2 separate regions of the Oryctolagus cuniculus genome follow, and region 1 is linked to region 2. A link is a contact called in public Micro-C data. All regions are on one chromosome and are shown on one strand. The core of a region is the stretch at or near the end of the contact, and the rest is flanking DNA. Distances in the headings are between cores, read along the strand shown.

What was found. Hi-C and Micro-C count contacts between places; a contact is called where the count stands out from the background.
Region 1: a Micro-C map of ear pinna shows a contact between it and region 2, with 8 times the contacts expected there. The contact joins the promoter of ABCC12 here to the promoter of NETO2 in region 2. A contact is called at or near these places in 2 of 6 Hi-C or Micro-C datasets (ear pinna and an unstated tissue).

The regions. Positions count from the first base shown.
Region 1 is chr18:31,881,805-31,887,531 of mOryCun1.1, forward strand. It overlaps ABCC12 (ATP binding cassette subfamily C member 12), which reads right to left and starts at 2,538. Exons shown (of 29, transcript XM_051833879.2): 1 at 2,371-2,538.
Region 2 is chr18:30,959,355-30,964,491 of mOryCun1.1, forward strand. It overlaps NETO2 (neuropilin and tolloid like 2), which reads right to left and starts at 2,186. Exons shown (of 8, transcript XM_051833887.2): 1 at 1,759-2,186. The coding sequence starts at 1,792. It overlaps LOC108175508 (a long non-coding RNA gene), which reads left to right and starts at 2,256. Exons shown (of 7, transcript XR_011384209.1): 1 at 2,256-2,673.

The sequences.
Region 1 (5,727 bases), core at 1,288-3,787, 920 kb after region 2:
GTTTCCTTCAGCTGCCCCAACCCCGGGTGGGCTGTTCTCCCCTCTGCAGAATAAACTCCCCAGGCCCTCCAGCCTGGTGCGTCTTGTGCACAGCTGGGACCCCGCGCCAGGAGAACCCTGCACCTATAGTTTCTGTTTTTCCACTCACAGTGCTGACAGCCAAGGGTGCTCACAGGTAGCTGTCACAGCTTCCCTTAGGGGTCCTGAGCCCAGTTCAGGAGGCCAGGCCTGCAGGGCCAGGTTGGGGCAATCAGAATGCATAGGCAATGGGCGCTGAGAGGTAATTTCCTTGAATACTCAGCGGGGCAAGCAGAGCTGTGATTACCTAAGACGGCTTGGAAGCCTTGCAGCTGGAATGGCACGTTGCTAAATTCGGCAGCCGCGGGGGGAAATGAGGCTTTGTAAATCAGGAAGTCTGCTTTGGCTAACGTCTCCATCGCCGTCTGTCATGCCAGCCTCTGCCAGGAGTGAGGAGCTGCCTGAGGTGAGAAATCTGCTCTCACAGTCACGGGGGACAGGGAGCAGTGGGGCAGCTTAGTGAGAGCTGGGAGTGGCCAGGCCAGGGGCCCTGCAGCCATCACGACTCTGTCCCTGGCCTGGCTCTCTCCAGCGGAGCAGCTGAGGGTCAGCAGGAGACAGCACAAAGTCCCCGGTGCTCCTGCTCGCTTGCAAGGGGACGGCGCCCACCCTGACCTCAACAGACTGCACGGCAGAAGCAGGAAGGACTCTGTTGGGAGCACAGGATGCAAACAGATACACTGATGTACTGGTCCCTTTATCAGGATCTGCACTGTTAAAATCTCCTTCTACTTTGTGGAAAACAATAATTAGGAGACACCATGTCTTTCATTTTTTTAAGATACATTTATGGGGCCAGCACTGTGGCATAGCGGGTAAAGCCGCTGCCTCCATGCTGGCACCCCATATGGGCATTGGTTCAAGTCCCGGCTGCTCCACTTCCATTCCAGCTCCATGCTGATGCACCTGGGAAGGTAGTGGAGGATGGCCTAAGTGCTTGGGCCCCTGCACCCGTATGGGAGACCTGGAAGAAGCTCCTGGCTCCTGGCTTCAGCCTGGCCATTGTGGTCATTTGGGGAGTGAACCAGCTGATCGAAGACCTCTCTCTCTCTCTCTCTCTCTCTCTCTCTCTCTCTCTGCCTCTCCTTCTCTTTCTGTGTAACTCTTTCAAATAAATAAATAAATCTTTAAAAAAAATAAAAACTTTCTGCTTTTGTCGGAAAATCGTGAGTTCCAGTTGCTGGTGTGGCTTCCACCAGCTGATGCCGAGCAGGTGGGGCATGCCTCTGTTCAATACAGTCCCCACCCCTCCTTACTGTCTCCCCACATTTGCACTGCTCTTTGCCAGGGAGTGCACTCATTTTTCTCCATCCTTGTCTCTGTCCACAGTGGGAGAACAGATGTCTAGAGGGTATCTCAAGGAGAAACATTTCCTACTTACTCTTATTTCTGTCTGTCCCCCCAACCCAGAAAATTCACAGCTTTGTGCCTGAGAACCAGTCTTTGCTGGTGCCCATCACAGGAGCCCTTCCTCCGTGTCCCCAAGCCTTTCCCCACGACCTTGCTGGATCAGGGACTGTGGCCCTCCCCCTGCAAGCCCTTTTTAAAGCCCATAGTGCATTATCAACAGGGATGGTCTCATGCTGCCCCGACCCCTTCCTCCAGCGCTGTCAGTCTCCAGCCCAGAGGTGCAGCGCCAAAGCTGTCCTCAGGCCCCGCCCCTCACCTCTCCACGTGTCCAGGCACCATCGTGGGCAGCCAGACCGGGCAAGGACCCTGAAGGATGAGGGGCTGGTGTGGGAGAGGAGGAAGGAAGTGGAGAGGGGAGATGAGGACGCTTGTGCAAGAAATCTGAGGGTGCGGGAAGGGAGGGATCTGGTTTACGTCCTCGCATCCCCGGGGAGGGGGGGTCCCCAACGAGGTCACTGACTCAGTACAGATACAACGGAAGAAGAGGAAAGCCCTTGGGTTGAAACTATGAGAGCCACACAGCGATGCAGCAGGCATTCAAGGGGTGTGTGTGTGTGTGTGTGTGTGTGTATCTCCATCTCCCATGATTGACTTGTGAACAGTACTGTGTGTGTGTCAAAAGACCAATTTATTCAATATAGACTGTTTGTATGTCACAGATTCTGAACTCCCGTCTTGGGATTTCTGCTTTTCCTTGATGATAGCTGAAACCTCCCAAAATGGAAGTGCCCCAGGATCCCCCCGACCCTCTGAGATCCCCAAGTCCCTGCTTCCCCCTGCCCCCAGCAACACTCACACAGAGGCAGCCACAGTGGAGGGTGTCACCCTCCACAGCCCCAGGGACCAGCTGGTGGCCACTGACCGCAACACACAGGTGCTTACCTGAGCAGGGAGCACGCTGGTCCTCAGGGCTGCAAGCAGAGGAGGAGGGACCAATCAGAAGCCATGGGGCTCGGAGCCTGCTGCCCACCTCTCCACGCACCTCTGCTCTGGCTCCTCGCGTCCCACCTGCCCGGAGCCCTCCTCTCCAACTGCCCCATTCAACTGCCGCTCCCACCACCCCCAAGGAGGGAACTCTGGGGGGCCAACATTCCCTCCACCCACATTAAAGGGCACTGCCCCTTCCGGGAGGGGCCCGTGTCGTGGACCAGTGCCTTCAGGGACGGCCACCCCTTCTGTGGCTGGCCACAGCACAGCTTTGTGGAAGAGCCCGTCCCCAGCTGTGGAGACAGAGAAGCAAGATGCCTTGCACGAGTGGCTTGGGGCAGGAGCTGAGACCAGCACCCAAGTCTCCTGAGTCCTATTCCAGGCACCTGCCTTCGAGAATGCGTCCCATTTCCCCCTCTGCCTCCTGCAAAGGCGAGGCAACCCTGCAGGCAGGGAAGGTGCAAGGAGTCCCATTTTCAAAACACAGAAACGCTCATCCATACAGTCCCTGCTCGTGTGGCCGAAAACAAAGGTGCGATTTGAACTTTTTTTTTTTTTATCTTGCATTGAGCGGAAGGTAAGTTTGAGACAGGCCCTAGCTGCTCCCTCTTTTGCATGAAGGTTTCAGGTTTGTCCTTACTCAAGCACTGCCAACGGGGGCACAGGTCTTTTCTGGGCCGTTGCAAGCCAAAGTGAGTGTGTGGCTTCCACGGGGTTGGGAGGGTGCAAGATCCTTGCAGTCAGAAATAAACGTTGACTCATTTTCAAGAATTACTTAGGCACCTTAGGAGACCTTCTCCACCTGACTCAAACAGATTTTATGACAAATGTTGCTGTAGCATTTCTTTTCTTTTTTTTTTTTTTCCTAGCGGCCCAGGGCTCTGCTTTCCCTCCTGCTGGCCAAGTTCTCCCCCTGCTGGCTGGTTCTGGCCGCACAACTTCCTGAAGATGCAGATCACTGCCTGTGCCCAACCCCACACTCATCTTCAGGACAAGAGTGAGACAGGAGTGAGCAGGGGATTGTGGGGTGGCCAGATCCCCAGCCTGGGGAGGGGGCTGGCCCAACGGGGGTGTTCTTGTCCCCCTTCCACAGCCTCCATCCCTTCCCCACGGCCGCACTACCGCTAATACAGTCAGCTGGTATTTGCAGAGCCCTTTTGTACAGGGAAGTGCTTAATCCTGTTTACCATCCCCCCACCCCAGGAGGTCCCCCCAGCACCCCCAGACTCCCTCTCCCTGTCTCCCAGCTTCAGAGGATGCACGCAAATCCGGCCATGTTGACAGAAAGGGGGATTCCCGCGCGTTTCCTCCATGTCCCTGGAAGGCCTGGCGGAGGTGGCCTTGCACCGAGACTAGCCTCGGTTGGGGACTTTGGAGAGAAGACTGTTGGCCTATGGGGAGCAGAGGGGAAGTAGGGCAGGGGAGGGGCTGTCCAGTCTCTGCCCAAAGGAGTCGGACAAGAACAGATGGGTGCCTGCAGCAGGCAGTGAAGAGACTCAGCCAAGGTCACAGAGCTGAAGCCCAGCCTGCGGAGACCCCTGCGGGGGAGGAAAGGCGGGAGAACCCAGTGCACTGACTGCAGGGAGAAGAAAGCAACCAGGAATCCCAGCTCTGGCTTCCTTGATCGTTTGAATACTTTTATGTTGTACACAAACATGTCAGCCCAGCGGTATCCAGGGAGATCTGACACACAGTTTAAACGTGACGGGGGGCGGGGGTGGGGGGGGGAGTCTGTGTGTCCAACAGGAACCGTGGCACTCAGTGGTGAAAAGGAAAGAGGATTTTCCACCACGGAGGTTCTGTGAGGCTGTCTGAAATTCTTTTAAAAATGAGACCAGTGGGAGAGGGGAAGGAGAAAGAGAGAGGGGGAGAGAATTAAAGAGATCTGGCCCCAAGTCCCAGGAAGGATTGTGAAGCCCCCTGCTGGCGATGCATAGAATTGGTGCCATGGAGGGCCGAAAATAGAAACCACACAAAAGGAGAATTGTAACCTCAATGTGTTGTAAATTCATTAAGGACTAAATTCAATCATGTGAGTGACATGCCTTAAACATTGGAAACACTCAAGAAGCAGCAGTTATCCTTTGTAAATAATAATGTTAAAATAGGGGCCAGCACCGTGGCAAAGCCACAGGCGCCACCTCGCCTGTGGTGCTGTCATCCATGTGGACACTGGTTTTAGTCTTGGCTGCTCCACTTCCAATCCAGCTCTCTGTTGTGGTCTGGGAAAGCAGTGGAGGATGGCCCAAGTGCTTGGGCCCCTGCACCCACGCAGGAGACCTGGCTCCTGGCTCCTGGCTTCCAATCGGCACAGCTTTGGCCATTGCAGCCATTTGGGGAGTGAACCAGCAGATGGAAGACCTCTCTCTCTCTCTCTCTCTGCCTCTGCCTCTCTGTAACTCTGTCTTTCAAATAAATAAATAAATCTTAAATATATAAATATATATATTTAAGCACTGTTGCTGCCCTCAGTGCCGGGCATCCCATATGGGCACCAGTTTGAGTCCTGGCTGCTCCACTTCTGATCCAGCTCTCAGTTAATGTGCCTGGGAAAGCAATGAAATTTGGTCCAAGTTACTAGGCCCCTGCCACCCACATAGGAGACCCAGATGGAGGTCCTGGCTCCTGGCTTTGGCCTGGTCCAGCCCCAGCCTTTGCAGCCATTTGGGGAGTGAATCAGCAGATAGAAAATCTCTGTCTCTCTCCATAATTCCACTTACAAATAAATAAATATTTTCTAAAAATTAGCCAGATTTCCCAAGAAATAAGATTTCTAGTTGCTGTGTTGCTATTAGGACCTGTCTGGTAGAAATCCACAGAGGTATCTGCTAAGAGGGGAGTTGGGTTTTTCATTCTCTTTGCCTAAGGAGAGAGGCACGGTAGAAACGGCCAACGGAGTTGATGTGAAAAGACTTTGGAAAGTGGCGGAGAAATCTGAATGGATGTTTACAGCGTTAAGTGCAAGGAGCAGCAGGGTTGGTCAGCCAGAAGGCAGGTAGCCAACAATGAGAGAGAAAACCTTCTAATAAACAACAGAACGATTACAGAAGCCGTGAGTCCTGGCCTCAGCCCCACCGCTTGACAACTTAGAGACCTAAGCAGGTCCCTGGGCTCGGAGAGCGGAGCCTGTGGATTAAAACTCGCCCGTCAGGCAGAGGGGCACTCGATGACTCATCTAGCTGTGCAGTTAGTGTGTCTCTTTAAATGCTGGAGAAACCATTTAACTGATGATCCTGCAATACACCGCTCTCCTTCTTTGCATTGACCGCCAAGGAACTCAACAGTTGGAACTCAGCCACCTCCAGCAACTGT
Region 2 (5,137 bases), core at 936-3,435:
TCCTTCTCAGAATCAACTTTTGTTAGAAATACATCGAATCTTTCCAGATCAAGTCCTCCATACCTAGAACGCTTAAGGACAAACTGCTTTCTAGTAAGCTTACAACAGCAACAACAACAACTTGACTTGTGCCTGAAAATACTCCAGCATGCAAAAACAGCGTAGGTCGGGGAACATTAAGAAGAGGAAGCAGATACTACATTATTTTCACTGTAGCTCTGCCAACGCCACGGAATTCCTTTTCAGAAAGGTGCAACAATCAAACGCTTCGCCAGGGCGGCCAGAGAGGGCAGTGTGCACCCACGGCAGAGGCAGCAAAGCCGCAAATCCCTCCTCCCCTGGAGAAGGCTCTGCCCGGACTCTGCCTGGCCCGGCTCAGGTTTGCCAGGTTCTGCCCGAATCGCTGCTTCTCGGCGGATGGGCCGCCTCCTCGGACCGGCCTTCAGGCCACCCTGACGACCCTACTGCCGCCGTGCGACATCGTTAACGGCAGCAGGGAATTCGGACAAGCGGCACTATCGGAGACCACGGTGCATGTGGTTTATCATGGGAGGAAGACAAACTCAATTTCTCATTATATAAACTGGGAGTTACAGCTAGGACAAACTACAGAATTTCAGAGTTCGTAGTGAAGGAATCACCAGAATTTATGAACTGACTGAAATATTCATCACCTAGAAAGTCCTAGGTGCAAGCTGCACCTACTATGTCAGTGTACAATTAAGATATTTTAAACGGCTGAAATCTTATGAGTTTAGGAGTATTTGGAGTTAATCTGTCTAATTAATGTCAAAAGCAAAATTACCCTGAACTCGCTAGGAAAACAAATTTGAAACAAAAGTGTTAATACGAAGTAGGAAAAAAACCTCCAAAAATATTCTATAGATGGTAGCACGGTCTTACCTCCTCCCTCTGTACATACACAAAATCACGTTATAAATACAGACATCCAATTTTCAATCTAAATCAGAAGGGGGAGAGGGAAGTCCTTGATCCAGCAGTGGTACTGAGAACTTAAAAGATTTATTCAGTCCGAGTTTCAGAAGCAAGTTTGTATCACCACCTTTATTGGCTACCGTGTATCAATTCCTATCCCACATAACTCTCCCTGGGCAGCGAGGGCCGCTAGAACACGTCTCTGAGCTCCCGGCGAGCGACCGTTCCGTATCCAGCATCAAACACCAGCGCACGCGTACTCCCAGACCTCGGGGAAGCGAGCGGGAAGAGTGCGGTTCGGGGGAGCGGGGCGTCCCGGGCGCTGCCCAGGGGCCGGCGGCCGGGTCCGCGGCGCCCGCAGTGGTGCCGCAGCCTTCGCGGTCGCAGCAGGTGGGATCCGGCCGGGCAGGCCCGCGCCGCCGCCCGCCGCCGCTTCTCGATCGGGGTTCCTATTGTTGCAGCGGCATTACTTTCTGCTGTGACAGGTTGCGAAGGGCCGGCCTGAGCTCCCGCGGACACTGAATCCCACAACTTCGCGCGGAGAGGTCAGAGGAATTCTCCCCGAGGCGCTGGGGGCAGAGCCTCCGAGGACCCTCCAGGAGCAACACGGCCCCAGCAAAACGCCTCGCCAGGCACGCAGGGCTGCAGGAGGAGCGCCGCGAAGCAAAGTCGGTCCGGAAGGGCGCGAGCGCTCGCGGGACGCTCGCAGCGGCCGCGAGCCCCCCAGACAAAGGGGCGCGTCGGGTGCCGGGCGCGGGGAAGGGACGCGGAGGCGCCGGCCTCGGCCCGCAGGGGGCGCCGTCCGCGGCCCCGGGCGCTTACCTTTGAGGACCGAGCAGAGCTGCTCCAGGGCCATGTTCCCGAGCGGCCCGGCTCTTCGCGAAGGGACTGAGGCGGCGCCGGCGCGGCGCTCACGGCCCTGCGCGGCGGCGGCTGCAGCCCCGCTCCGTCCCCATCGCCGGCCAGCAGGCTGCCTCCCCTCCCCGCGGGACAGGGCTCAGATGCCGCGGCCCGCCATGCCCCAGCCCCTCGGCGGGGTCCCGCGTCGTCCCCGTTCCCCGACGGTCGCCGCCTCCGACTGCGCGGCGTCCCGTTCCATCGACCGCCCCGGAGCTGAGGCGCGCCGAAGCGAAAGCACGGGACGAGGCGCGAGCAGCTCCGCCCGCGGCCGTGGCGCGGGCTCCACTGAAGTGGCGGGCGCCAGGCTCATTTAAGCGGGGAGCGCGAGCGCCGCGTGCCGGCCGCGCCGCCCGTGCGCATGTGCCCGCCCCCGCCCCGCCCCCGCCCGCGTGCCCCTGGCGCCCCTCCTCTCCAATCGCCTGGCGAGTCCGCCCGCAGCCTCGCACCCTCAGCCCGCTGCGCGCGCCGGCCGGCGACCGTTATTGCTGGGGGCGGGGCGCGCCGCGGAGGCTTGGGGCCGCGGCTCCGGGATCCCGGTTCTGAGGGAGAGCTGACCCATCCTCCGCCGCCGTGGGGCGCCCGGGAGTGGGGCGGGGGGAGCAAGTCGAGCCCTCGAGGCTTCGGGCCTGAAGGCGTCCGCCGCCGCCCACCTCCGCCTCGGCAGCTGCTGCCCACCTGTCCGGTCCCCGGCCGCCCACGCAGGTGGGAAGGGGAGCCGACCCCCTCGGTCCTCCAGGACCTCAGTTCAAGGTCAAAACTGGGCCCCAGCTCAGCTGTGCTCGACTGCCCGCCTGAGGCAGGGAGGCCGGACCCGGGCAGAGCGGGCCGGCAGCGCAGGTGAGTTCCTGTGACCCGCGGTCACGATGGCTGCGTGCCCTGCGCGCTCCCGGCGTCGCCAGGCCCAGAGCCAAGCGCTGGCCATGTCCACACGCTTCCTCCCCAGGCTCGCCGGGGCAGGCACTGTCGTGGACGGGAAACCCGAGGCCAGAGAAGTTAAGTCGTTTGTCCGGAGCCACGCACTGGGTGAGGGAGCAGGGCTCTGAGCCCTGGGGCTGTGGCTCCCCAGCTAAGCCGTGCTGATGGGTCGCTTAACCCTGCTGCTGTCGAAGTCCGCGTTTGCCAACAGCCCGCGCAGTTGGTAGTATTGTCCTGTTTTATCTTTTGCGTAGCACTGTGACTCTGATCACCTGAATCTTCCCAGCCCCACCCTGTTCAAATATAAGCCGCTTGAAGACAGGGAGACTGGTCAGTGTTTTCACTGGATGCCGACTTATTGGATGTTCATTGTGCATAGAAAGCAATGAGTGTCACTGGGGAAACCACCAAAGGCAGGTCCTCCCATTCCTGATTGAATATTAGCGCCTGTACCCGGTACCTACTAGGATGTCATGAATATGTGACAAGCTTTAACTAAGCACAGTGTCGGGCTACTGGGAGGAAAATATTCCAAGGGTATCGGGCTCTTTTTCCTTTTCTTGTCTCCCTTCAAGAAAGGCACAAAAGTGTAATTCACAAGGGTTACAAATGAAAAACATATGTGACACCAATTAGTACCAAGATGCTTCTCCATGTGTTCTGGGGGAGATGTGAAAGTGGGTTCCTAAGGACAATCACCTGCAACTCAGATTGCAAGCAAGCACCAACCAATACGTAAGACATCTAGGAATCTTTTCCAAGGAAAAAGTAAACCAAGCAGGACGTGTACCATGATGGTATTTTGGTCCCTCCCAACCTGGGAAGGGACCGCTCCCTCCAGACACAGAAGAAAGAATCTATTCCACAGATGTAATAAAGGAGCATATATAGTAGCAGGAAGTAATAAGGCTATTAAGTCTAAGTCACAGAGAACCGTGAACAAAAAGGATTGGGAGGATGGGGCCTTCTCAGCTTCTGAAACAAAATAGATTCTAAATGCACAGTGGTTGAGTGAAGGAGAAATCAGTGTGTGTGATGTCATCAGAATGCTTGGTGGAGGAGGTGACACAAGGAATGGAAAGGCCAGATGGCAAGGGTAGAGGAGAGTGCATCAGGCAAGGAGCAGGAGGTGAACATTGAATTTGTGGCAGATGTGTTTAGGAGCAGTTAAAATAGCAGGTTGAAATCGGTGGGCTTTGGTTCTGGAGATACAAGAATCCACAGGGGACTGGTTCCAGGACCCCTCTGGGTACCAAAATCTATAGATGCTCGAGTGCCTCGAGTGAAATAGCATTATGAATGGAGATGACTTTCGACTCCTCCTGTATGCTTTAAATCATGTCAGGTTGCTCCTCTAATGCAAACACTATGTAACTGGTTGTGCTACTCTGTTGTTTCGGGAGTAATGACAAGAAGTCTATGTTTGGTTTAGACACTTTTTTTAAAATCTGAATAGTTTCCGCTGGAGATTGGTTGAGTCCACCATAGATGCAGAACCCATTGATTCAGAAGTCGATTGTACTTGCTTGACTGATAGGGAGAAGAAATCTCTTTCACTTGATTCAGGAGGTCACAGGAATAGTTTTATTTAAAAATGTTTATTTTTATATACTTGAAAGGCAGAGCAACAGAGAGAGAGAGAGAGAGAGAATGCGAATCTTTGTTTCCTAGTTCACTCCCCAAATACAACAGCTGGGTCTAGATTAGACTGAAGCCAGAAGCTTAAAACTCCATTTGGGTCTCCCATGTGGGTAGCAGGGACACAAGTACTTGCACCATCGTCTGCTGCCTCCCAGAAAGCATTAACGGGGAGTTGAATCAGAAGCAGAGCAGCCAGGATTCAAACCTGGACTCTGATATGGAATGTGAGTGTCCCAACTGGCAGCTTAACCTGCTGTGCCACACCACCAGCTCCCAGAGGAGCAGTTTTTAATAGCGGGGCTAATGGAGTTCTGAGGAGGTTAATCTGGCAGTTCAGTTGAGGATGTAAAAGAAGAGGAGAGATTAGAGAATCTGTAGTAATTTAAAAAGTAGATACATAGTACTTCTTCATTTAGCTTAGTAGCTCTTACTGGTAGTATCATTTTGATAAAACCTAGTATGTTGGCTTGGGAGTAAGTTGCAACTGAGAATGTTCACTTTGTGATTCCCCTTTAAGACACCTATCTTTTAGATGTGCTGGTGTAAGCATCTGTAGTAGGTTTTTCGAGGAATGTAGTAAAGCACAGATCATAGCTGAGACTACTGTGTGACCATATGTTAGCTAAATCAAAAGGAAAGCAGTTTGCATCTCTCTCAGCTGGGGAGTTCTGTATTTGAATTGTTATTTTCCCGGAAGACCACCTAGGAGCTCCTAGTGTGTTCCCAGATTACCTGCCAGTTTCCA